Regions from separate parts of the Sus scrofa genome. Here all the other regions are linked to region 3. The links are chromatin contacts, called in public Hi-C and HiChIP or PLAC-seq maps. All regions are on one chromosome and are shown on one strand. The core of a region is the stretch at or near the end of the contact, and the rest is flanking DNA. Distances in the headings are between cores, read along the strand shown. Region 1 holds the start of MXRA8 (matrix remodeling-associated protein 8). Region 2 holds the start of AURKAIP1 (aurora kinase A-interacting protein). Region 3 holds the start of RNF223 (RING finger protein 223). Region 4 holds the start of INTS11 (integrator complex subunit 11).

Region 1 (5,099 bases), core at 1,903-4,402, 190 kb after region 3:
GGTGGAGTTTAGGGCAGAGGGCATCTGATCTACTGGCTCCCGGGAGAGCTGGGCGGGGCACTCACCCCTTTGACTTGGACTTCTTGTCGGAGTATTCATAGCCTGGGGAGGGAGACTCGAGTTGGGGGCAGTGTCGCCCCTCTCCCCAGCTCCCCCAGCCCTGAGGAACTCTCCCAGCCCCGAGCACGCCACCGCACCCCAGGTCCCGCCACTGGCCAGGAAAGCCCTTGCATCCCCGAACCCCCCCACCGCCGCCACCCCTGTTCACCTCCGCGGCGGCGCTGTCGGGTGGCCAGGACCACAGTGATGAGCAGCAGAATGAAGAGCAGCAGGGTGGCCAGTACGTAGCCCAGCTGCTGGAAGAAGTGTGCCCGGCCCTCGGGGACGATGACGTTGATGACGCTGCGGCCGCGTGCCAACGTGGGGTCTGCGGGGACCATGTGGGAGCAGTGTCAGGGAGTGCGCATCGCGACTCGGGCCTCCCCGCGGCGCTGCGGGCCCCCATTCCCTCCGCCAACACCCAAGTCCCAGATGTGGGACAGGAGCGGGGGGTGGGGGAGAAGGGCGGGGGGGGGCGGCGGGCCGCCCCCCGGCCCCGCGGAAGTTTCCTCGGCTGGTGGGGCCCCCCTGCACCTGGGCCGGGCGCGCCGCCGTGGCTGGAGCCGTTGCCCGGCGAGTCCCGCGGGGGCGGCTCGGCGGCGGGCTCGGTAACTCTCAGGTGGAAGATGCGGCGCTCGTGCAGGCCGCAGTAGTGGTGGTGCAGGTGGCAGGAGTAGGTGCCTTCGTCTGCGGGCTCCAGAGGGTCGATGCGCAGCGAGAAGTCGCCGCGCGCGAAGGCGTCCGCCCCGACTGCCACGCGGTCGCGCAGGAAGGGCGGCCCGTAGGCGCGGCGCTCACCCGACGCGTACAGGTCGAGCAGGCGGTCGGCGCGGTCGTGTGGCACCCCGGGCGGCTGCCGGTCCCAGTGCACCACCTGCTGCGCCTCCTCCAGGTGCCGGTCGGTCCACACGTGCGCGCGGTTCACGCAGGTCAGCAGCGCGGGCGCGCCGCGCTCCACTACCAGCACCTCTTTCTCGCCCGTCCAGTGCGCGCCGGCGGCCTGGGCTGGGGGAGCAAGTCGGTCAAGGATCCCGGGCCAGGAGAGGGGCGTCCGGGCGGCAGGGGTGGGTGCGCGGGCGAGGGGCGGCACACTCACCGTTGTCGGTGACCAGGAGTTGCACGGCCAGGCTCTCGTAGAGGTGACAGTAATGGTGATGCAGGTTGCAGGTGTACAGCCCCTCGTCTGTCTCCTCCACCGCTACGCACCGGGAGAGCCCCGCCGTGAGCTCGCGGCCCCGGCTCCCGGCCCAAGCCCCCCAGCCCCCGGAGCCCCCGAGCCCCCGCCGCGGTTCCGCGGCCCCTACCGCGGATGAGCAGCGAGAAGTTGCCGTCGTGGAAGGCGGAGGGAGGCAGCTGCAAGCGCCCGCGGTCGCGCAGCTTGTACACGCGCTGCTCGCCCGCCGAGTACATGTCCACGAGTCGGTGCGCGGGGCCGCCGGCCGGGCCGCCGCTGAGGTCCCAGTGGACCACACGCTGGCGGTCGTGCAGCCGGTCTTGGGTCCACACCATGCGCGGGCTCTGGCAGCGCAGCACGGCGCGGGCTCCCGCTGCCCAGCTCACTGCGGACTCAGACACCACCGAGCTGTCCGGCCCAGACAGGCCTGGTGGGGAGGGGGGGGTGTCACTGGAGGAAGGGTGAGACCCGAGGGGACAGGTACAGGGTGGTGTTAGCAAGGCAGCAGGAAGACCCACCCGGCTCCCAGGGGAGGGTGGTCACTAACCTGAGGACAGAAGGACAGCAAAGCCTGGAAAGAGAAGTCTGAGTCACACTGGGAAGCAGGACCTGAGACCTGACATCGCGGTCACCCACCCAGACCCCCCCCCCATGGCTCCCTGGGTCCCTTCTCTAGTCCTCACTGAGGTTGGTGCCAACGACACCCCCTTAGCAGGTGGGATAAACCTAGAGGAGCCAGGAGGACACAGACAGGGGTCTCCTTCCCCCCACCCCTCCCAGGCCCCCACCTCATCCTCACAGCAGCCTGCCCTTCTGGAGGTGGGTGGTTAGGCCAGGGTCCGACCCTGCTCAGGCCAGCTCTGGAGCGTGTGCTCGTCCCTAAGGGCCACTCTCAGGAATGGTGGCCACCGTCACTGCAGCGAAGCCACAGAGCCCAGGGCCTGACACCTCAGGCGGGTGTGGGGGCTCCTGCATGGGCATGTCTGGTGTGGCACCTGCCAAGGAGCAGGCCACACGAGCCCTCCGGGGTCCTCAGACCTCTGGTGCCCCTCCCGGGGCGGCGGGGAGGCTCTAAGTCTTCCTAAAGGTCTTCGGCTCGAGAAGGCTGGACGTGGGGAGTGACCCCACCATTTGCCACCCCACAAGCCAAATTCCTGCTCCAGAGATGTGGCCAAGTGCCCAGACGGGACAGAGGAATGCGCCAGGTCAGCAGGCCGGCCTTGGGTGGGGGCTCGGGGGCCTGGGAGTCACGGGGTGGGGGGTGCTCTGGAGTAGACCCCGCGAGCCCCGCTGTTCCCAGGCCCTCTCCATCCCCCGACCGCTCCCCTCCTGACACAGACAGGCTCCCTCTTCCTCAGGAGAGGGAGCCGGGAGGAGGCCCCACACTTCAGCCCCCCTGGCTTCTGTCCCAGAGTCCGCATCCCGCCCCCCCGTGCCGCGAGGGGAGTTCTGTGAGGGGGTCTGACCTAGGACCTCCTCCCCTCCTGGGCCCTGGGGGCCTGATCGCAGTGAGCGGCTCCCTCTGAGGCCCCCTAGAGCCATTCACTTCCCGGCAGGGGCGTCCCCCTTACCCGGGGCTTGAGCCCAAACAGACTCCCTCGGACCCCGGCCACTCAGACTCACTCTGCAGAAGCACAAGTTGCCAGAGAATGACCGGGGACCGCAGCTCCATGGCGCCTGCCTGGCCCGCCAGCTGCTTTGTCTCCCGAGCTCTAACTCTCCCGAAAAACAGCCGGGCCCCTCCTCCTCCCCTTCCTCAGCACCCGCCTTGACATCACGGAGCCCTGGGCCTGTCGCAGTCTGCAGCCCGCCCCTCCGCTCCTGCCCAGCCCCCGGGCCTCCTCCCATCCTTAGCTGCCCTGGTGGGAGGGGCGGGACCTCGGCCGCTGTGTCCCAGAGGGTGAGGGGAGCGAGCCCAGACCTGGCCCCCTCTCTGGTCCGGGAGGGGGCGGCAGTGGCCCAGCCCTCGGAGCAGCAGGAGGGCCTGAGGGCATGCCCCATGTCCTGTGGGTGTCTGTGACATATGGGGCCCTTCTGGGGCCACTGCTGATCTGGGGTTCTGGGGTGAGCACACCCTCAGACCTAGCTCTCTAGGGAGACCCTGGCTCAAGGCGTTGCCCCACACGGGCAGGGCAGCCTGTGGGGTTCAAGGCGGCCCTGCGGCAGGCCCGCAGAAAGGCATCCTGGGGCCAGACCACCAGCCCCTCCTCTGGGAAGTGGGGCGAGAGCAGCTCCCACTGGGGGGCAGGGAACAGGGGCCCCTGCAGGCGGCCTGAGGGGCACTGATGTCCACCAGAGGGCCAGCCAGGAGATGAGAGGCGTGGGACCCCTGTCCCAACGCCCCCACCCCACCTGCCACTGCCAAGGGCAGAGCCTGGTGTCCATGAAACGCTGCCCAGACCGGCCACAGTGCTCCTGGGAGCACCCCACCCCCCCCCAGAGGGGAGGAGAGGAAGGGCCTTCCCAACCGAAGCACAAATTTGAAGCTCTGGGAAAGCTTACAAGTCACATAAACAAATGGGAAATAACAGAGCACGCGCTCTGTACCAAACCCACCCTTTCTAGTTAAGCAAACCTCAAAAAAGGGGAAAAAAAATCTACCAAGCAACCACAAAAACCCACAGTGCATTTTTGAGACTCTGCCCATTCGGATTGAGTTATGGTCACAGCACCATCCCAGCTGCCCGGAGCCTCACTCTCCAACCCGCCCTGGTCCCAAGTCCTCAGCTGATCAAGGAGCCTGACCCAGCCAGACTCCTGGGGAAGGGGAAGAGACTGCTGCAGCAGCCAGAGGGAATGAGGGGTGACAACAGGTCGGACTGGCTGCAAGGACGCCCCACCCCCAGCCTAACGGACAGACGAGTCCTCGAGTCCTCGGCAGGATCCAGGCCCTGGGAGGCGGAGCCCCGTTTCCAAACTGGAATCGGGACCTGTCTCCCTATCCCACCCCACTCCTCCCTGGGCCTTGCATTCTGGAAAAACAAGCCCTGCCTGGCTGGCCTTGAGGCCTGGCCTCTCCTCCTGTTTTTCTAACTGGTTTGTATTAGTGCCGGCGGCCTCCCTCCCAGCCCTTCTCCCTCCTCCAGGCCCCCGCCCACGTCTGTCTCTCCCTCTGCTGCTGTCTCCAGCTCGGCCCTGTTCCTCCTCCGGCTGCCAGGCTGTCTCTCCTCCACGGAGAGATGTCCAAGCAGCATGGCGGGAGGCAGAGATGGCCCAGGTCCGGCCCTCCAGCCTGGAAGGGGACAGGGTCGGCCCCCAGCTCTGAGCTGGGAGCCGGGCCACACCCCAGAGCCCTCGCTCTTCTAGCAGGTTTCCCGGCTGCAGGCCCTACGCTGGGGTCCGTGGGCCTCGCAGAGTCGACCCAGCCATCAGCTCAGCCCAAATGCAGAGCCTGCAGCAGGAAACCAGCCCCTTGTGCTCTTGGGCAAAGGTGGACGGGGCGGTGCAAGGCTGTGGCCCCCATCCTCTGCCTGAGCCCACCTCCCAGTCCTCGGCAGGAAGCAGCTCCAGATGAACACAGAGGCTCAGGAGAGAAGGGGGCTGATATCACCGCAGGGCCCCCTGAGCTCTGGCCCAGCCCCAGCCAGACCGGAGCCTAGATCCACCTCCCTTCTCCTAGGAGCTGGAGGCGGAACGAGGAGGGTCGGCCACCAGCCCAGCTGAGACTCAGACTCTGGCTTCGGTCCTGGGGACCCAGACATTCCAGGCAGCCAGGCTCACTGGGAAGAAAACCCACAGGCGCTCAGAGGCACAAGCAGACACACGGACACATGCTCACACAGGCCGTCCCATCATTCAGCAGACACTGAGCACCCACTGTGTGCCC
Region 2 (4,947 bases), core at 890-3,389, 210 kb after region 3:
CCCACGCAGGGCCCAACAAGCGGCAGAAGCCAGGAGCCCACAGGACACCGTCCATCGCCACCGCCGAGGACAAGGCCGCCCTTCCTGCCTGCCCAGCGAGACCCCCCCTGACCGCACGGGGTCCACATACATGAGGGTTTTTCACTGAACAGGGCCTATGATACCACGCAATCTGCAGCTGGTTGAAGCCAGACCCACGGACGTGAAAGGCCAACTGTAAATCATACTCAGGTCTTCAACTGCTGGAAGGCTAACTGTACACCCTCGTCACGTCAACACCTCGGCCTGGGCATTCCAGGCCCCAGGCAGGTCCCTTGGCACATTCGCCATTGGTGTGCTCATTGAGAGTCTGCCCTGGAGTCCCTGCGCGGTGCAACAGGATCGGCAACATCTCTGCAGCACCAGGGCACAGGTTCAATCCCCGACCCTGCACGGTGGCTTAAAGAATCCAGAGACTCTATATAATGTAGGGCAGCTGAGAAAAGAGAGAGAGAGAAAAAAAAAAGGCCTGCCCTGAGGGCAGAATGGGACTCTTCAAAGCTGTTCCCACTCGTGCATGCCTGGCCCCAGGACAAGGGCCAGCTTGAGGAAGGGATGGCCAATCTGCCTGCCGAGGGTCCTTGTTCCTTCTGTAATATCAAAGGCTGGCACCAACCTCAAACCCCAAGCAGCTCGCCCAAGCAGACAGGGGTCCAGGCCAGCAGACAGCAGAGTGTGCTGGTTCTTTATTACAATGGGTGGTGGGCAGTAACGGGGGGGGGGGGGGGGGGCCGCCATGCGCACCTCCAGACTCATTGGTTCTTCAGATAGATCTTGGGGGTCTGCCAGCCTGCAGGGGCTTCCTTCAAGCCTGCCTTCTGCCAGATGCGCTTCAAGTCTCTCTCAAACTTGACCTGCTTCTGTCTCAGGCGCCCTTCCCTGACTTTCCGCCGCAGGAACCGGGTTCTCTTGACCAGCTTGCGGTACTTGTGGTGATTCATCTTCCGCCGGCGGATCTTCAGGATGTTTTTGCACTGCATCTGGGGTGTGTCCCGAACCTCCTTATCCCCCTGCTTGACCCCTTCCCCCACCTGGCTAGGCGGACATTGATAGAGCTGAGCTGGAGACACAGTCCCTGGGGTCCCAGCGCCCAGTCTGGGCAGGAGGTAGCGAATGGTCAGCCAGCTCTCCAGCGGGCTGATGGACATCTTCCTGGGGACCAGCATCTCCTCAAGCTCTGGGTGGACGTGCTTGCCAGGAAGAGAGGCAATCCCACTGGGGCCTGGGGGCTGCGTGCTGTAGCGAGGCCTGCAGGCGTGCCTGCCCAGTACCTCTGAGACGCGCGGGGACCCACTGCGGCCTGCAATAAACAAGCCGACACAGTTACCACTCCTATGCACGGCCAGCGGGCCTGGGGCGCAGAACCTCCACGGCAGACTGGCCTGAACCCCTGCCTACTACATTCTCAGGCCCAAACTATGACACTTGGAAGCTTAAGGGGCTGTTTGTGCAGCCAGGCCCCCGGCTCCAGGGGGTGAGATACAGCAGCGGGGCGCAGCGGAGCTGCTAGTCCCACATCCAACCCCAGGTGCGTATCCAGCCCGTCCGCCCCCGTGGGGCCTCTTACCTGCCCCGGGAACAGCCCTGAGCAGCTGGGAAGTCAAGCGCACCAGGAACATGGTTTGAGTGTGGCGGCGGGCCCGGGTGCTCAGCAGAGCTGGAACACAGGTGGGAGCCGAGGTCACTCCGAGGACTGCGGTCACGCCCCGCCTCCCCTCCCGTCGCTCTCACCACCCCCTCCCGCAACGGGAACGTTACTTCGAGTACGACTCCCTCAAAACCTCCGCCTCCGCCGTTCCCCAGCTGCGCGACTCCGGGCAGGTACCGACCCTCCCTGAGCCTCAGCTTCACCCCGAAGCGCCCACCGCACGAGTGGGATCGACGCTCGGGCTCCAGGTCCCGAGCCCTACCCGGCCACGGCCGCCTTCGCTGTCCCTGGAGCGCGAGCTCTGCGGCCGCACGCCGAGCCTCCCCAGACGCCGCCGAGAGACGCAGCGGACCATTCCGCCGCCGCGCTCAAGCACTTCCGGTCCTTCCCTAAACCGACCCCCAGCCCGCGTGCGGCCGCCCGCCAGTTCCTACGCCCAGCGCCCCCTAGCGCATCACGGCTCCCTGCTCCTTGTCTGCGCAGACCCAGACGGGCCCCCAAATCGACGGCTTCCGGCCGGAGGAACCGCCCCCCCACCCCCGCGCGCCCCGCTCCCAGATCGCCAGTTCCGCCTGTGTCCAGCAAAGGCTAGAAAACTACATTTCCCACAATCCCAAACGATGCCGTCTGCACCTGAGTGGCCCGAACTCCCTTCCCTCCACGACTGGCCAAGGGCCAGTTGGTCCAGGCGGCCGGAAGTGGCGTTTCGGAGCTGCGACAGGGATGTTGTCCCGGCCACGGAAATAGAGTTCGCGGGACGACAGAAGTGGCGGGAGCTACTGCGCCCGCTGGAGCGGGAGGCTAAGGATCAGGAGCCGCTGAGGTTGCGGGCGTGGCCCCTACCCCCGAGCCCTCCTCGCGAGGATGGGAGGGAAGGTGGCCGACACGTGGTGCCTGCGCGCCCGGGCTCCTGCAGCCCGAAAGCCAATAGTGCGGCGCCGGGGCGCCGTAAGATCTCGGGGGTCTTGGGACCCGCCGCCCCCTCCATTTGGCTTTCAGATTCCTCGCTCTGCCGGTCTGGATAAGCGAAGGAGGCCCCGCGTCTAACGCAGGATAGAAAGCGGGATAGGTGGGTTTTTGTTTCCTTTAGAGCAAGCAAACTCCCATCCTGTGCCTAAGATTTTGTTCGAAAACCAAAAGCAGTCTCCCTGGAGCTTGCGGTTCGGCTAGAACTCAGCGTTGCTCCTCAAGAGTAGGGGACCAGAAGGGCTTCACCTGTCTAGTCCCGAAAGGCTCTGTTGTCCTCACTGAAGTTGGCTAGCGTGGACAGGATCCCCAGAATGACCTGCAGGGACGCCTGGTAGGGAAGGGATGTAGGGAGAGCCCCACTGGCTCTGCTCAGAGGCTTGTCCTGTAGGAGGGCCTTCCAGTGAGTCTTAGCAGGAAGTGGCCAGGCCTGGCCACCCCCAGGCTCCAACCTGGCTAAGCAGGGAGTGGAGGGCAGGCCAGTGGGAGGGCAGAAGCTGCAGCCTCCAGGCCCAGCGCTATAGCCGAGTCACGTGATGACCCTGCTCTTCAGTGGCAGGGGCTGCTTCTGGGTCCCACCTGTGGGAATGCCCCTCTCACTCCAGCCGCCCGGCCTCCCCAGTCTTTTACTTACGTTTGGTCTTAAGAGTGAGCCACCTGGATTGTGGGTGCTGACCCCGTCGCTTTGACACCTCCTTGGCTTTTTAACACTGGGCACCTTCCCCCAGGCTCACTGGCCCTAGTGTGGCCTGGAGAGAATTCACCCAGGTCCTGTGACAGGCCCCTGACAGCCCCTGATCCACACCAGGAGCCTTGCTCCCAGCTGCCGCCAGCCTGACACACAGCCTGGTGGGTCGCAAACGAGCTCCCTCCGGTGTAAGGGGACCCAGGACCATTGTGTCCTTTACACGCTCCCTTTACCCAAGGACAGGAGCCCTGACAAGGCTCCACAGAAGAGCAGGCGCATGGCATGCAGTACAAAATCCAACGCTTTAATGAGCTCGAGATGGCAGCGCAGACAAAGCACTAGAACGGATGCTGCGGGCTGAGCCCGGTATCCAGCAAGCAGGAGGACACACCACAAATTCTCTAAAGTTCCAAATGTCCTGAGTAGAGAGAACTGTGTTTATTTAACCACATAAAATGCATATATACGAAATGCCTCAGTATTGGAGCTGGTGGCCTGCACTCAGCGTCGCAGATAAAAATATAGGACTTTCAACACAGATCGAAATACCTTCACATTTAAAAAATCAGAATCCTCTACATGTTTTAAGCTGACAGAATTCAAGTTCTGAGTTTTCCGATACGGCTGTAACGTGTACGAAACACGTTTATTTACAACATGGGCAGGGAGTGAGGGGCTGTTAAGGCCATTTTCTCATGTCAAACACTGCAAGATACGTACATAAGTACAACCTAATATAGGCAAAGGTTCAAAGAGTCATTTTCTTGGTTTAACGTAATTGAGGGTCGGTACAGGGGTGGAGACCGCTTGTCCTTAGCACCAAGCCACACCACGAGGACGCGGGCCTCGGCCGCCGGCTGCTGTGGGGGGCTCTGCAGGACAGGTGGGGGCCGGGCCCGGGCCAGGCTTGAGGGCACCTTGCCCTCCTCTCAATTCCGTCTCCAAAGTCATCTCGAGGCCCAGGGTCAACAGCCGTTTCCAAGAAAGAGCCGTGCCCCGGGGCCAGGGGCTGAGGTGTGCACGCCGAGGGACCATCCCTCACCTCCGGTGCCGGCTGTGCCCAGGGTGGTCCCGCTCGTAGCGACGACCTGTTCGCTCGTAAGATCGAGAACGTTCCCGTCGCTGGTCTCTGTAGTAGTGACTTTTTTTCTTGTATTTTCCAGAATTATCTGCCCGCTCTCTTGAGCGGCTCCGAGAGTGGGAGGAGCTGCGGCTGCGGGACTTGCGGGGCTTCTGTGCGGAGAACTTGCAGTCCTTGGCCTTGTGGTAGCCCCTCACCTTGGAGCCCTTGTAGGTGGCACCACGGTGGGCCTGTCTTGGCGGGGAGTCACTCCGGCTCCGCGAGCGGCTCTGTGACTTGGACCCGCCAGACGTGGAGCCGCTGTCACTCTTCCTGTGAAGGAGACCACCAGGTGAGGGACCACCCGGCCTGTCACCTCCACAAAGATACCCCACCCCCACCCCGGCCAGGGACAGGCCCCAGGGAGCCCTGAGCAGCACGCACCTCCTTTTAGGGGAAGCGGATCGCGACGGGGACCTTGAGTAGCTCTGCTCGTGGCTCCCGCTCCGACTCCGGCTCCCTCGGCCCTTGGGCAGGCTGACAACA
Region 3 (5,095 bases), core at 1,337-3,836:
CGGACACACACGCTCGGCACAGCACTCAAGGAGATGCAGGCTGAAGACAAGCCACTGGGCCCCAGAGCACACACGCAGGAAGGCGCTGCTCAGGGTCACACAAGACAGCCCGGAGACCAGCCATCAGAAAATGCCCACCACGCTGTGCGCGGCCAGGGGCACCCCGTGCCCGTGAGCTCTCACACAGAAACAGTGAAGAGCCCTGCCTGCGCTTCTGGCGGGGGCGGGGGAGGGGGGGTCGGGGGCGGCTGGGAAGGTTTACAAGGTTCATCAGCCGGCACAGCTTAGACCAGACGCTGCTCCTCGCAGAACTAGGGGCTGGGAGGCCCAAGGTCAAGGTGCCGGCAGACCCGGCGTCTGGCGAGGGCCCTTCCTGGCCTGCAGACGGCCACCTTCTCACCGTCCTCATGGCCTTTCCTTGGTGTGCGAGCAGGGGTCATGTGAGCGGGGTGTGGGGAGGTCGCTCTGTCTTGCCCCTGCCCTCAGGGCACCGATGCCAGCACGGGCCCCAGCTCACCCCGATCACCTCCCAAAGGCTCCACCTCCAGACACCATCACACTGGGGTCATGGATTTGGGGCGACAGAGCCAATCGGCCCACAACACAGGGGAACCTTTAGGGAAGACAGAACTGTCCTGTCATGATGGGCGTGCAGGTGACAGTTGTACGCCTTTGTCAAAATTGATCAAACGGAGCCTGTGCATTTCATTTATGTGAATTACACGCACTAACTGAATAAATGCAATTCATTTTCTATTTTGAAGATCTCATGGGAGCCAAACAGCTAAGTAATGGAGCACGAGTTTCCACAATGTAATGCAGTTTGGTGAGAATTTACACTGTACTGTGCGTTCTTGCACAGCTCATTCTTCCTTAGAAAAAGTGGTTTCAATGAAGAAGTCACTGTGATTCTGCACAAGTAACACATCACGAAGCGGGTGGAATCACTCTGACCAGTCAACAGGGGCTGGGTGCTGGCTGGACAACCATGTAAACGGGCTCCCTGGTAGGAAGCCTTGCCTGGATGACCACTGCAGGGGGCGGTGGACGCCACATACATACCGCTCCTCCAGGCTTTGCGGCGGCTGTGGCTGGAGAGGGGGGGTCGCCAGCTTTAAAAATCACATGCGCTGGAGTTCCCATTGTGGCGCAGCGGAAACGAATCCAGCTAGGAACCATGCGGTCGCAGGTTCGATCCCTGGCCTCGCTCAGTGGGTTAAGGATCTGGCATTGCCGTGTGCTGTGGTGTAGCTCGCAGACATGGGTCGGATCTGGTGTTGCTGTGGCTGTGACATAGGCTGGCGGCTACAGCTCCAATTAGACCCCTAGCCTAGGAACCTCCATACGCCCAGGGGGTGCAGCTCTAAAAGATGAACAGACCAAAAAAAAAAAAAATCCCATGTGCTGATCTTGTTTCTCCCACTGCCCAGCACAGCACGGGAGGACCTGCTGGATCTCCAGCCCCTCAGGGCAGGTTCCTGCCAGTCACTTTCTCAGCAAGCAAAGGGAGCAATGTGGCTCTCAGGACAAAAGGAGAACTGTGTGTGGCCCTGTTCATTAACATGTTTCTCAACCCGAAAGTCCCATCGTGCTGATGGAGAACCGATGGTGTACACAATCTGACTGGATGCAAAGTCTGTGTACGTGTAGGTGCTCCGTGGACTCCGCAGCCCTGAGAAGGTACTGATGGGAGGACCCCCGGAACTCCCCAGGGGGTTCCTGGCCGTGGGGATGCGGAATTCTCAGTACTGTGGTGACTAGAGATCATTCTTCAAGTGAATTACGCTTACCTTGCAGAACAGGGCGGTGCAGGGAGGGTCCTGGGGTGACCACCCTCCAAGGCACGTTTGCTCTGTCTTTGGGAGACGCACACCGGGGCGGGGTGGAGTGCGCGTGTGCCAGAAGAAACTTTCCGTAAAATTCAGATTTTATTTCCTTCTAGGAGCTTCTGCATTCAGATTATGGCTGAACAAGGCTGCTACGGGGGCGCGGGCTGAGGCGCAGAGGACGAGGCCCAGCGCTACCTCCAGCACCGCGGTGACCCTGAGAACACAGGACAAAGCCGGGCCACCTGAGCGCCCCGCCACCAGGGAGCTGCGTTTGCAGGAGCGCTGTGAGAAGCGCGTCCAAACCCCCCGATCTTAATGAACTTAAACTAGAACGTCAATTAAATCGTTCTGGTGACTACGCACACGAACCCCTGTTGGACGAGGCCTGACACTCCAGTGGCGATCAGCGAGCTGAAATGGGAAACCTCCTGGGACTCGCGGTTCCTCCCGCGCGTCCGGGGCGCCCTGAGCCGGTGGCGGGGCGAGGGGCACAGAGAGAAAGGGCGGCCAAACCCCGCCGCCCTGACTGCCCCGGCGGGACTCCGCACAGCCAGGGCCGCCGCAGTCCCCGCCCCCAGCCAACCCCTAGCCAGCCCCCGCCCGCCCACTCCCGGCCCCTCACTCACCCCTGCGCCCTCCGGGTTCCTCTTTCATACCCCCCGCCCTCCAGGCGGTCGCGCTGTGCCCCCTTGGGACTTGAAGTCTCTCAGCCCGGGTGCCAGGGAGCACAGCTCCCAAACCGGAACTACAACTCCCGGCGGTCCGCGCGAGTCTCCTCCCCCGGAGGGTTCCAGGCCAGAGTTCTCGCGAGATCTGAAGGTTCGCGCGAAGCGACCTGGGAAATGTAGTCTAGGGCCCTAAACATGGCAGCAGAAGTAAGGGAAGGACTACGCCGCCGTCCGGCGTTGCCAGGAGACCAAAGAGCCCTGCAGTCCGAGGCGTCTGCGTTCCGGTTTCCGAAAAGTCGCCCGGGTCTCCTCCGTCAACGCTCGGCTGGACTGCCCGTCGGTTTCCGGCGGAGTAGCGGTTCCGGAGACAGCACAGGGTTCCAGTGGCGCATCCTGGGGAGAGGCGCCGCAGTACCTGGCGACCGCTTCCGCCCTGATGCCAGTCCCGCGCCCGGGCGCGGAGGACGGCTGGCGGGGAAAAGGCCTCTGCGATGTTTGCGTCCTCTCTGGGGGAGGGGTTCCCCAGGAAGTACTCTGTTCCGGGGCTGCCGAGCGCCCCCCTGCGCCCAGTTCTGCCACCTTCGTGACTCATGCCGCTTTCCGGGCGGGCAAAGCCCTTCTCACGGAGAGGGGCGGGGTAGTGGGATACCCGGGGCCCGGTCTGCACCGAGGGACGGACGTGCGGAGCTGGTCCCGGGAGAGGCTTTGCCTAGGGAGAAAAGAGAGTAAAACCACCACCGCCCTTGTGCTTTGTGTATCTTTGGGTGCGGGGACAGGGGGCGGATCTTCCGCAAGGGCGGCTACTGGGAGAGCAGTGCCTGGGCGAGTGAGTCTGAGTGAGAGGCCTGGACCGGGAAGGGCACCCACACAGCAAACTGCTGTCAGCATGGGCGCCTGTAACACTGGCTCTCAGATCTCTCCCCAGCATCCTTATTCAACATGAATAAGGATGGACGGGAAAGAAGTGTGATCTCGGGTTTCTCTGAACTGGTCGGACTGGTTGCTCTGTCCACGAAAGCTCCACCCCGTGACCTTGTGCCTCCCAGGGACTGTGACTGTCCCCCACAGTCAGTCCTAAAGACTGTGGGTGTGGGGTCTAGGTGACAGGACTGTCTGGCATCCTGGACTGGTTTGTCCCAACAGGATGACACAGGGGAATTTCTTTCTTTTTTCTTTTTCTTTTTTTTTTTTTTTCGCTTTTTTTTTTTTAGGGTCACATATGGAGGTTCCCAGGCTAGGAGTCAAATCGGAGCTGCCGCTGCCAGTCTACATCACAGCCACAGCAACGCAGGATTCAAGCCACGTCTGTGACCTACACCACAGCTCATGGCAACACCGGATCCTTAACGCACTGAGCGAGGCCAGGGATCGAACCTGCGTCCTCATGGATGCTAGTCAGATTCATTAACCACTGAGCCACTATGGGAACTGTGACACACGGGAATTTCTGTGTGGTCTCAGGCTCTGCCTCTGAGCCGCCCCAGACAAGAAGAGCAGTGTGTGTCCTGCAGCACTCCTAACTTCTCAGGAAATGGGATCGCAAGTGTGCCGAGGAGAGGGCAGGACCCTGGGAGCGTTGTTTGAGTCGGGTGCAGATAGGGTTAGGGTGTGCAGGGGTGCAGGGCACGAGTGCTATTGGACAGGTGGCTCCAGGCCGCTCCCAGTCCCTGGGCTCCCTGACGACCACAGCTCCCTTCCTGGCTGGCTTCTGTGCAGTTGGTCATCTGGCTGAATCCTGCAGGTTCTCCTCCCCTTCTGGACGCTGCCTCAGGACATTCATCCCAAGTTTGAACACCCTTCAACGGAAATGGAGTATCAGACTCACCGGGCGAGCTACTCTCCAAGTAAGAGCATGGGGCAGGAGGATGAGTCGCTCTGGGTCTTCCCTCCCAGAGGACAGTGGGCCCACGTGGTCGGGAGGAAGCTGGCCCAGTGTGAGCCATCCTCGGGCAGTAGTCCTGCCTCATTGAAGCAGCTCCTCTGGGCTCTGCGCCCACCTGCGCCGTGTCACAGAATTGCTTTGTACGGCTCTGCACCTTTCCACCTTCTTGGTGGTTTTCTGAAGACCAGTGGGAACTTGGTATTTATTGCTGAGCCTTCCTGCTTCAGCCCCAAGTTTCTCTAAGGTCAGGGCATCCATTCATAATGCATCCTCTGATATCAGAGGGTGACCTTTCCGCCAGTGCGTCTCAGTAGCGTCAGACCTGGGCTCCCTGAAAATGCTGCTCAAGAAGCCTGCAGATGAGATGATACGCCTGGGTTCTTGGCTGAGTCTCTGCAGTGCCCCGATCTGGGAGGCACAGGTCAGGGTCAGGGTGAGCTTCCAGTGCGGAGGAGGCTCGGTGCAGGTGGGGGAAAGTCCCCGCGTGGTAGTTGAGGGTTGGTGGACACAGCAAGGCAGGGCGTCGGAGGAGTCATGGGATCTGTTGAAAGCCTGGTGTTTAGAGTTTTTTTCCCCCATGAAGTTCCTGAAATGAACAATACAATTGTCTGCACCTTGTCTCCATGTAACCAGCTGCCCCCTCAACACCTCTGCCTTGAGGTCTCATCCATACTCCACCTGTCGAGGCCCACAGGAACCCCCGCCTCACTAAACTG
Region 4 (4,827 bases), core at 1,917-4,416, 160 kb after region 3:
GGTGGGGGGTGGGGAGCATCAGGCCGAAGCAGGCCCAAGACCCGGGACTTCCATGGCCACCCCCAGGGACGGTGGGGGCGGGAGGCCGGGAATGCAGTGACCTCAGAGCCACCGGCCTCCCACCAACGCCCACCTGCCCAGACGGCCCCCCCTCCAGGGCTCAGGGCCTGACCCCCTGGGCCCGGTCCTGCTGCCAATGGCGCGCAGGAGCGGGCAGGGTGCCGGGCGGCCGCCCGCGGGACTCACGTCGTCACTGAAGCCCATGTGCATCCCGCAGTCCAGCATGACGTTCTTGCCCCCGATGGAGACCAGGATGCAGCTTCGGCCCACATCCTGGCCGGCTCCTGCACAGGGGGAAGCGGGAAAGGTGCTGCCATGCCCTTCCCTCACCCCCGCCCTTGAAGGATGCCCTCCACTTGCTCCAGACCCCCTGAGCGCTCCGGCTGACCTGTGACGGCTGTGTAGACGAGCTGAGGGGACAGCACCTCCGCACGTAGACAAGAGAAACACCCGGGGTGGGAGAGCCGCAAGGCGCCAAGGCCACCACAGGCCCTTCCCCACAGGGCCTCCAGCCTCAGGCCCTGCCATTCACCTCTTTTTATTTATTTATTTGCTTTTTAGGGTCACACCCATTGCATACGGAAGTTCCCAGGCTAGGGGTGGAATCGGAGTTGCAGCACCTGACCTACGCCACAGCTCACAGCAACACCGGCTCCTTCACCCGCTGAGCAAGGCCAGGGATCGAACCTGAGTCCTCGTGGTTACTACTTAGGTTCGTGACCACTGTGCCCAGACAGGAACTCATCAGTCCCCTCTTGAGGCAGCAACCCACCCGCAGCAGACACCCACATCCTGAGACCAAGAGCTGAGTATCGGGTGCTGCACTGTGGTCCCAGCACTCAACACACGCAAAGCCAGGGCTACATCTGAGCTGCGGGGCCCCTGCCCCCAAGAGGTGCCAGCCCCTCCTGGTGGTGCCACTGCAGAGGGATGCCATGTGGCTTTATGTGGCCCCATGTCCCCAAATGACAAAAGCCCCCAGTGCTGTGCCCTCTCGGGGCAGCACCAGCCCAGACTGTAATCTGAGTCCCATTCACGTTCCTGATCTCCAAGCCCTACCGAGATGCTCCAACCCCAGTGGGGCACATCCCAGCCCCCTGATATGGCCATCTGTCACCTCCTCTGGAGTCTGGAGGCCCAGAAGGAAAGGGACACAGTCTTGCAAGGCCTGATGACAGCAAATGACCTGCCTTTCATCTTGAATCTGACCAGCCTCCTTCTGTGGCCACCTGAACCTTGCGTCCACCAGAGTGACCAGGCCACAGCCCAAAGCAGGACACAGGCTGGTCCTCAGAAAGCTTCAGTCACCCATGACAATACAAGGCGATGGCAGCCACGAGCTCGGCCTGTGGGCCTCGGGCAGCCCAGCCACAGGCAGTGGCCTCGCAGTCCCCCACAGGCCTGCTCCTGCCTCCACCATGAGTTCCCGAGGGCAGGGCTCAGCTGCCTGCTTCCTGCTGCACCTCAAGCCCCAAGCCATGACCAGCTCCAAGGTACTGCAGAATTTATGGGAGGGGAAGGGTCCCCCCTTCACAGACAAGGGTGTGAAGTCATGGAGCAGCCCATGGGCACGTGTGACAGTTTTGTGGACTCCAGAGCTCTGCTCCTGGGCATGGGCTGCCTGCTCCCAACAGGACCCACAACAATCCCAGGGAGCAAGGAAAGTGGCCAGAACTGGGCAGGGAAGGGTTGCGGAACAGAGCTTAGGGTGCGCAGGAGGGTGGGGAGGTGGGGACAAAGCAGACACTGTGCCCACAGGGAGCTGGGGTTTCAGGGCGAGGACACAGTGACCACCTAGAGAAGTCTGCACCAGATGAGATGAGCGCCTCCTCAGGAAACAGTAAGACAGGGAAACGGATGGGCACATCCTCCCTGAGAAGACGAATTCCGAGTAGTTTGGAGAAGGACCGTGGGATGGGAGGGCAGCTGTGCAAAAGCCCTGTGGTAGGAGGGATCCGGGAGGGCTCTCTGTATCTGGCCCAGTGACCAGGGACCCTCTGAGGCAGAAACTGGCAACGTATTTCTGCTCTGATGGTGCCAAGGTTAAGTGACACTGAGGGCACTCCAGGTGCAGATCTGGGGTTTAAAAAAAAAAAAAAAAAAAAAAAAAGCACTAAAAAGATAGGACTGCTCAGGAATGAGCGGTGAGAAGAGGAACTACATGGAAAAGGGTCAGGCGGGAAGGAGAATCTGCAGAGGCGGGGAGGGCATGGGGCTGAAGCAGCCAGAGGGGACCCTGAGCCAACAGCTAGGAGAGGCCACGCAGGTGAGGACACTTATGGCTGGGTGAGATGTGCGCTCTGACCCAGCAGGCCAGGGGCAAGGGTGTTCACTGCAACTGCCAAGAGCTCTGTGTCCACACTGGGGGCTGGGTGGGCTATTCTGAGGGAGAGCTCACCACAGAAGAAAGGATGTGGAGCTCGGGGGACGGTCTACGGAAGATGCTCCCAGCGCACGCCCCGGGGAAGGAGGCAGCTTCCAGCACAGACCCCACAGGTGCGCAGGGAGGCGAGGCAGCAGCAGCTGGAGAGTTGACCATGAAAATGATAACTTCGGCTGTTTCTAAGACGCGGGATTCTGAGTGATCCTTCCTCCTTCGCACTGTTTTGTACCTTTTGGGCCTTTAAACTGTGCACTTACATCTTTTGCGAAAAGCAAAGTTACCTTAATGTTGCAGCAACCACATAAAACAAGGTCGGGCGGGTGGACTGCAGATAGATACACGGAGGCTGCAGGAAAGCGGACGCCAGACAGACGGGGGACGGGGATGGGCAGGGAGTGGCGAGGAAGCAGAGACAGCAGCGAAGGCGCCCTGAAGCACCGGCGCGCGGGGGGGGGGGGGGCGACGAGACTGCGGGGGTCCCCGGCCCGTCGAGCCTCCCACTCGCCTTCCTTGCGCGCTCTTGCCGCGCCGCACGCACCAGACCGCCCGCGCCGCACTCACCCAGGGGCGTGACCCTGATCTCGGGCATCCTGAGCGATGGTGGGACTACCGCCGCCCCGCCAGACCCCGGCGCCGAGCCCCTGCTGCGGCCACGCGCACTGACTGGAGGCGACACATTGCGCAGACGCAGCCTCAACTGCGCCAGCTTCCGGTGCGCTCCACGGAAGCGCGGGCGGGCGCGTTGGGCCTTCTGATTGGGCGGATGGCAGCCAATCCTGGGCGGTGGGGCGGGGGCCGGGGGCGGGGCAGCGGGACCTGGGGCGGCCGCGGCGGCGCAGGTGAGCGGCGGCGGCGGCGCAGGTGAGCGGGTAGAAACGAGCTGCAGTCGGTGGCGGGGAAACCCAGCCCAACCGAACCCGGCGGGTGGGCCTGGACCTTGCCGTGGGACCGCGGGAGAGGGCGGCCGAGGACCTGCCTCCCGCACCGGCCCGGACCCGGGGTCCCTGTCCCATCCCTGGGCCTCAGCTGGAGCAGGACCTGCCCAGGTTGGGGACCCCACCTGGTCGGGGATCTCGCGTTCCAGCCCAGCGCCACCTGGAGCCTCCTTCCCAGGCGAGATTTGCAGGACTTCCTGGACAGGGCCTGGCTCACACCCTCTGGACCTGAGGTGTTGGAGGACTGCCCCATTTTCCTTGCTGTCAGCCACAGGGCTCCGGTGCTCATGCCGGCCTCAAGATGAGCCCTGACCTTGGGGCCTGGGCTGCCTCTGGGGGAGCCTTGGCGGTGCCCTGCATCACCTTCCCAGAGTTGGCATGCTGCCCGCCCCGGCTGCATGGCCACTGCCCTTCCTGTTGTTTTCAAGCTCTGAAAGACTCCTGGCACCTCCAGTTAGCTGCTGGCTCAGGTTCTGGGCAGGAAGGCCAGGCCCACAGGATGTCTGGTGACCAGGAAGGGAGCCCTGAGGGCCTCAGAGGCCATCTGCTCCGTGGACAGAAAACCGAAGCCCTGAGAGAGGGAGTCTCTGGAAGTCTCTGGAGTGTCCTCTTCCTGAGGCCAGGCATGGCTGTCTCCCACACCTGAACACAGGGTGAGCTCACCTCCGAGCACTGGGCCTGGCATCAGGCTTGCAGCCAAGCCTGTGGGGCCTGCAGGGCCTCAGCAACCCCTGGGCCCCATCAGATGCTCTCAGCAGTCCAGATGCTGGGCAGGGCAGGGTGTGCTGGCCCATTCTCCCCGAAGATGAAGGGCGGGGTTTTAGGAGAGTGTGTGATCTGCCCAGGCATCCAGGTGTGCTCTCCTGGCTGGGCTCTCACCACAGCTTGGACGGCTGCCCTCCCATGCCTGGCTCCCAGAGCTCCCAGCACCAAGGGTACAGGAACCCCCCAGGCCCAAAGGGACAAGAGCTTGTCCTGGACTTGACGTGAGATACAGCTGGGTCCCCAGGGCCTGTCGGAGCCACACCACAGGGAAGCATGGCACAGGGTGCCCAGAGGTATCCAGTAACATGTGGGCACTGGGATGTTTGTGGAGTGACTATATGTTTGTTTGTTGCTTTTTAGGGCCTCACCTGCGGCATATGGAAATTCCCAGGCTAGGGGTCAAATTGGCCTACACTACAGCAAGGCGGAATCCAAGCCACAACTGCATCCTACACCACAGCTCACTGAAACACCAGATCCTCAGCCCACTGAGCGAGGCCAGGGATCAAACCTGTGTCTTCATGGTCCCAGTCGGGTTCATTACTGCTGAGCCACAGCAGGAACTCCTGGAGTGACTTTATGAATGCCAGCAGAACCCAGAGCAGGACTCTAGCCTGGGGCCCTTCTGGATTCCCTGGGGCTCAGGGAGGGCCTAGGGCTGCCTTCGGAGAGTGGGAAGACCTT

Evidence for each region. A called contact is a pair of places that touch in the nucleus more often than the background predicts. HiChIP or PLAC-seq counts read pairs in DNA pulled down with a chosen protein or histone mark.
Region 1: an H3K27ac HiChIP or PLAC-seq map of alveolar macrophages shows a contact between it and region 3. The contact joins the promoter of MXRA8 here to the promoter of RNF223 in region 3. A contact is called at or near these places in 1 of 47 Hi-C or Micro-C datasets (liver) and 1 of 2 datasets of contacts at active chromatin or transcription factors (alveolar macrophages).
Region 2: a contact with region 3 is called in a Hi-C map of skeletal muscle, with 8 times the contacts expected there. The contact joins the promoter of AURKAIP1 here to the promoter of RNF223 in region 3. A contact is called at or near these places in 1 of 5 promoter capture datasets (fetal liver), 3 of 47 Hi-C or Micro-C datasets (liver and skeletal muscle) and 1 of 2 datasets of contacts at active chromatin or transcription factors (alveolar macrophages).
Region 4: a contact with region 3 is called in an H3K27ac HiChIP or PLAC-seq map of alveolar macrophages. The contact joins the promoter of INTS11 here to the promoter of RNF223 in region 3. A contact is called at or near these places in 1 of 5 promoter capture datasets (liver), 1 of 47 Hi-C or Micro-C datasets (skeletal muscle) and 1 of 2 datasets of contacts at active chromatin or transcription factors (alveolar macrophages).

What each region holds. Positions count from the first base shown.
Region 1 is chr6:63,632,471-63,637,569 of Sscrofa11.1, forward strand. MXRA8 (matrix remodeling-associated protein 8) reads right to left here and starts at 3,153. Exons shown (of 10, transcript XM_003356116.5): 1 at 2,897-3,153; 2 at 1,821-1,844; 3 at 1,404-1,700; 4 at 1,196-1,297; 5 at 634-1,104; 6 at 269-427; 7 at 66-102. The coding sequence starts at 2,945.
Region 2 is chr6:63,655,429-63,660,375 of Sscrofa11.1, forward strand. AURKAIP1 (aurora kinase A-interacting protein) reads right to left here and starts at 2,140. Exons shown (of 3, transcript XM_021097450.1): 1 at 1,950-2,140; 2 at 1,607-1,696; 3 at 692-1,339. The coding sequence starts at 1,658. The coding sequence ends at 792. It overlaps LOC110261342 (a long non-coding RNA gene), which reads left to right and starts at 2,247. Exons shown (of 2, transcript XR_002345410.1): 1 at 2,247-2,756; 2 at 4,505-4,947. CCNL2 (cyclin-L2) reads right to left here. Exons shown (of 11, transcript XR_002345407.1): 10 at 4,846-4,938; 11 at 3,625-4,734.
Region 3 is chr6:63,442,171-63,447,265 of Sscrofa11.1, forward strand. RNF223 (RING finger protein 223) reads right to left here and starts at 2,587. Exons shown (of 9, transcript XM_021095183.1): 1 at 2,456-2,587. LOC106509643 (a long non-coding RNA gene) reads left to right here and starts at 2,695. Exons shown (of 3, transcript XR_002344844.1): 1 at 2,695-2,833; 2 at 4,239-5,095.
Region 4 is chr6:63,604,749-63,609,575 of Sscrofa11.1, forward strand. It overlaps INTS11 (integrator complex subunit 11), which reads right to left and starts at 3,167. Exons shown (of 17, transcript XM_003127493.6): 1 at 3,005-3,167; 2 at 247-344. The coding sequence starts at 3,032. It overlaps CPTP (ceramide-1-phosphate transfer protein), which reads left to right and starts at 3,243. Exons shown (of 3, transcript XM_003356107.4): 1 at 3,243-3,304.